Linked DNA regions of Macaca mulatta: region 2 is linked to region 1. Evidence: chromatin contacts called from public Hi-C data. All regions are on one chromosome and are shown on one strand. The core of a region is the stretch at or near the end of the contact, and the rest is flanking DNA. Distances in the headings are between cores, read along the strand shown.

Evidence for each region. Hi-C and Micro-C count contacts between places; a contact is called where the count stands out from the background.
Region 2: a contact with region 1 is called in a Hi-C map of fetal cortex germinal zone, with 2.8 times the contacts expected there. The contact joins the promoter of CFAP97 here to the promoter of SLC25A4 in region 1. A contact is called at or near these places in 2 of 14 Hi-C or Micro-C datasets (fetal cortex germinal zone and fetal cortical plate).

The regions. Positions count from the first base shown.
Region 1 is chr5:193,578,837-193,581,536 of T2T-MMU8v2.0, forward strand. SLC25A4 (solute carrier family 25 member 4) reads left to right here and starts at 1,290. Exons shown (of 4, transcript NM_001258165.1): 1 at 1,290-1,518. The coding sequence starts at 1,408.
Region 2 is chr5:193,643,547-193,646,246 of T2T-MMU8v2.0, forward strand. It overlaps CFAP97 (cilia and flagella associated protein 97), which reads right to left and starts at 1,347. Exons shown (of 4, transcript XM_078002495.1): 1 at 1,253-1,347.

The DNA.
Region 1 (2,700 bases), core at 40-2,539:
GAACTCTAGCCTGCCCCACTCTTAGAAAAACGCTTGCCCTCTGTGGCCCTGGAACCGGAGTGACTTCTGCTATACCAAAGTCTCCAGGCCCAGGTGACACACAGCTGCAGCTCCATAAACCTCTAACATGATGTCAGCAAACATAATAAAGAAAAAAGCTTATAAAAACAATAAACTTCGTTAAAGGTACAAATGAAAATTAGCAAACATGGGAAGATCATTGAGTAAAGAGTTTAAAGTTAAAAACAAATTGCAGTCATTCTAGGGGAAGGAACAGTTGTATTTGAAAAGCTGTATGGTTACATGAACTGCCTAAAAAACAAGCTAAGGAAAATAAAAGCTCAAATTTATATATTTTAAGAAATTAATTGCAATCAATTTCCTGGGATTAAATAGCATTTCCTCAACCCCAGCTGCCATTAAAAAGAGGCAAATACAGCTAAGGACTGGATCTTCTCTGGAAGACTGACAGCACTGACCCTCAAGAAGGCACCAGCTGACTGAGAACATTCTGCCCTGATATGTGCTGAAATTCCGCTGAGAGCAGAGTGGTACGTTAAACCCTTTAGGGGCTTACAAAAGAAGTGACCTGTGTTTTAGAGTCAGAGTTTTGCCAAAACAAGTATGAATTCACCTAGTCCCCCCTGCACCAGGCCTTTCCTGTGGGCACTGAGTGCCAGACACATCAATATGTAACAGCAGAATGAATGATGGAACGAACGATTGAATGAAATGAAGTGAGAGGCAGCAGTTTGTCAGATTCTATGAGGCAATCACAGCATCGAGTGACCACAGTATCTGAGAGGATTGCCATTTATTCTCTCCGGAGCGCACGGCTCTAAGGAAGCCCATATCCAGGCAGTGAGTTCTGGTGGGGGGCGCCTTTAGATGCAAGAAGGAGGAAACGGCTCGAAATCCCTGGGCCTGAGGGCGGCCCGTGCAGGCTGGAGGGTCAAGAACGCTCCGCTGGAGGCAGCCGCCCGGTGTCTGCCCCGGCTTCAACCCGGCCTAAGGCTGCTTGTGCTATAAATACGCGGCCCACATGCCGCGGTGACACGGTGTTCCTTGGGCTCGGCGGGACAGATAACATGAATGTGCCCTTTAAATGTCCCAAGTTGCAGGGACAGCCCCCGGCCCAGCCCCGCTCCCGGAAACGCCTTCGCCCCCGATGCCCTCTGAAGCGGGAGGAGGGGGCGCCGCGTACATGGCCAGCCAATGCGCGGCGCGCGCGCCGGCCGCGACCCGCCTCCTCTCGCGAGAGCCCGGCGCGGATATAAGGGGGGGCTGCGGGCGAGGCGGCGGCCCCTTCGCGTCGCGCAGGGTCGGGGACTGCGCGGCGGTGCCAGGCCGGGCGTGGGCGAGAGCGCGAGCGGGCTGCCCGCGGGCTGAGTGCGTCGAGCTGTCACCATGGGTGATCACGCTTGGAGCTTCCTAAAGGACTTCCTGGCCGGTGGTGTCGCCGCTGCAGTCTCCAAGACCGCGGTCGCCCCCATCGAGAGGGTCAAACTGCTGCTGCAGGTGAGGACGGCGCGGTGCAAGGGGTGGTGCGGGCGCGGTGCGAGGCGCGGGCGCTGGCGAGGTGGGCCGGGCGGGGCGCGCGATGCGGCGCGAGCTGCAGGGTGCGGGGCGCCGCGGAAAATCTGCGCCAGGCCACAGGCCCGGGCGCCCGCCCGCTTGTGGGGGAAGAAGGTGCCCTCTGCGTAGAGACAGGTCCAGCGTCAGTCGCAGATTCCTGGTGTCGGGTGGCGCCCGGCGTTCGGGTGTCTATATATGGAAACCCACCCGGAGCCGGTTTACGTGTGCCAGATCCTGCGCCCGTGACAGCCCGGGCGTGCACTCAGGCCTGGAGGCACCTAGTGATTGCCAGTATTTTTGGCACCGTCTTATGCGCACGCACCTTTACAATGAAAACACCAAAATAATCATCACGCAGGAATTCCCTTATCGTATCTCACGCACAGTGCTGTATGCAGGCTGACGCCTTCATCTTTATGTAACCTCTGTGAGAGAGTTTTTCTTCTCCATTTTACAGATGAAGCTGAGGTTTTGAAATGTTAAGAAACAATTTTCGGAATAAACTCAGATCATCCTGTCTCCAAATCTTTTCCTCCCCTACCTGGTCGCTGAATGGCTTATCATCATCCTCCTGTTTTTCTCCACCTGCCCAAAAGGTCAGGGCCCCTCAATGAGGAAGAGCCCAATTTGGGAGTCAAAATTGCTAACAAACCCCCCCACAAATTGCTCACAAAGGCAGCGAAACCTCAATAATTGATTACTTGGATTGTCTGCTTGAAAACTTTGGAGCCCTAATGCTTAGTGGATTTATTCTCCTTCCTCTATTAGAGCATCTACTAGAGATCCTCATCTCCAGGGTGATCAGAGTGACACTGAGAAATTGTCATTTTTTGGCCATCATGTCTATTAAATCCAAAGCCCTTTGAAGCAGGGAGTGTTACTCATTCTGTCCCCCAGTAAGCCCCTCATACAGTTCTCAGACCTAGGGAAAGTGAAATAGATAAATGGCTAGCTTTATACAATTCAGTCACCTCTTCAGTTTATTTGGGGCAACACCTTTTCCCTCAAATACCCTAATAATTGAAGCCACATTGGATTATTTTGGCTTGTTATCTAGTAACTAACATGGATAACAGTATCCATTTACATGTCCTCAGTATCCATTTGATTTCCTCATCCTTTTTT
Region 2 (2,700 bases), core at 97-2,596, 65 kb after region 1:
CCTCCAGATACACACACCAGAACTATGCCTTTATCTGCATCTATGGTAAGGTCATACAAGTCCCCAAGAGCTGGAAGCCGGCTGCCTCCCTAAATGGCCACAGTTCACGCGCCATGGTGCGTAGTCCGGTGCCTGTGAGACTTTTCAGGTTTAAATTTTGGTTAATAACATCCAACAGCGTTATTGTAAAGATTTAAACACTCATGTGACTTAATTTACAGGAAAATTTACCCAACATTCCCATCCACTAAGCAATTCTTTTGATAACATTTACTACGAAGTGATTTAATTTACCACAGAGAATAAATAAGAAAAATGACTTAATAAAGTAGTTAAGACTCTCTTTACAACAGACTAGGAAAGGGTAAAATTAAAGGATAGTTCATCAGACCATAACAACCCTCTGGTGCTCAATCAAGACAGAGCTTTGCCAGGAGGGGCGTGGCTCACGCCTGTAATCACGGCACTTTGGGAGGCCGAGACAGGAGGATGGCTTGAGCCCAGGACTTGGGAGGCTGCAGTGAGACATGATCGTGCACTCCACCCTGAGGCACAGAGCAAGGCCTTGTCTCAAAAAATAAAAATAGAGACAGAGGCAAGTTTTCACCAAAGCTGCCTGGGAGTCACTGGACACACCCCACTTGCCAGGTCCTACAGTCAGCAGTAACCCGACTAGCGCTTTCACCGAACATCAGGAAAATACACAGAAAAGCACCGGACACTTTTTAAACTGTCATCTTGTTACTGTGACATTTCTGTAGTTAAATAGTACAATAGGCCTCCAACAAGATACCCAATTGGGTACATGAAAATCCCGGCCCAAATTAAACACCTGTTTCAAGGAACTCTGGGCTCTTGTCCACACCCCCTACCGTCCCCGGAAGGCAAATGGTCCCTCGGGCCTCGTGGGATAGGTTCGAGTACTTAGAGGTAGGAGGCAGTCGTCAGGGCCCTGCATGTGGTCGCGGCCCAATCTCAATTTAGGGATGATCCCGACCCTCAACGCCACCCGGAACGCGTGAGAGGGCGGGACCCACCGTTCTCGCCGGGGAACGGGGTGCGGCGGCGCCGGGACCCGCCGCCACGGGCGCCTCTGTCGTGGGGGCGCGGCCTCCCACCGCCCGCGCAGGCTTCGTTAAACCCACCCCGAGTACTCGCCGCCGCCTGGGCTCCGGAGCGGGGAAACGGATTCGAACGGAAAGGAGCGTGACCCCGCGAGCAGGGAGGCAGGAGCCGCTCGCGCGCCCCTCACCTGAGAGCCGCGGCCGCCACAGCCCCACGCGCGGCGCTGGCGCACTCCCGCGACCCTGAACGGGCTCCCGGCGCCGCGCGCCCGCGCTTCCGGAGGCGGAGAGAGCGGAAAGGGAAAGGAGGGGCGGCGCGGGGCCCGGCGCTTCGGGAGAGGCGGGGGCGCACGCCGGGCCTCGCGCGGCCCTCGCGGCGGGCGTCACAGAGCGCGGCGGGCAGGCGGCCAGGCCGGGGCTCCACGCGGGCGGAGCTGGAGGCCGGGCCAGGGACGCGCACACGAGAAGAGCCGCGGAAGAAGGCGGTCCAGCCCGCGTGGTTGCCAGGGCGCCCTAGAGGCATTACTGCTGCTCCCGGCTGCCTAGGGCGACGCGGGTAGGCCCCGTTGTTATCGTGAGTTAATAGGGAAAGCTGCCTTGATTATCTTGTAATTCTCTACCAAAACAAGAATAAAAAAGGACGGCGGCTGTGTGTTTGTGATATTTTCTATCAGCAAAGTTCAGTTCATACCACTAGTTCGTCCTATGGACCAGAGGCTGGTAGCAGAATGGAAAGACCTTTGCCGAGGGGTCCACGAGGTGGGTAGTTAAAACAATCTAAGGTAAAAATGATCTCTGCAGAATATATTGAATGCAATAACTTCTCGTTGAACTCTCAGGTATGGTAGGATGATGGCACCCCAAAAATGTGTACCTCCTAATCCCCACATCACGTGAATATGTCACCTTATGTAGCAGACAGGACTTAGCTGATGTGATTAAGGATCAAAATGGGAAGATTAACTTGGATTATCCAGTGGACCCAACGGAATCACAAAGGTCCTTATAAGAGGGAGACAAGAAGTTCAAAGTCAGTAGTGGGAGCTGTGAGCACAGAAGCTAGAGGTTGGAGTGATGTCAGAAAGAGGTAATGAGCCAAGGAGTGCAGGTAGGAGCTGCAAAAGGAGGAAACGGATTCTCTCCTGAAACCTTCGGAAGGAACCCGAGCCCACAAATTTTGATTTTAGACTTAAGACCTTCAGCACTGTAAGACGATACACTTGTGTTGTTTTAACTACTAAATGTGTAGTAATTTGTTATAGCAGCAATGGTACCCAATCCAGTAGGTACTCAATAAATATTGTTCATACCCTAAGTGCAAAGAAGGGTAGGAAATATGGGTCTTACCCTGTCCCGGGGAGTTCCAGTAAAGATTGTCTGTTTTGGTCCTTCACAATGCATTTTGTACTTGTTGGTCTTAATTACCAAAAGTATAATCAATTCTCTTTTTGTTGCCTAAAAGAAACCATTGGTTGGGCGTGGTGGCTCACGCCTGTAATCCCAGCACTTTGGGAGGCTGAAGCGGGTGGGCCATCTGAGAGGGGTTCAAGACCAGCCTGAATAATATGGTGAAACCCCGTCTCTACTAAAAATACAAAAATTAGCTGGGCGTGGCCGGGCGCGGTGGCTCAAGCCT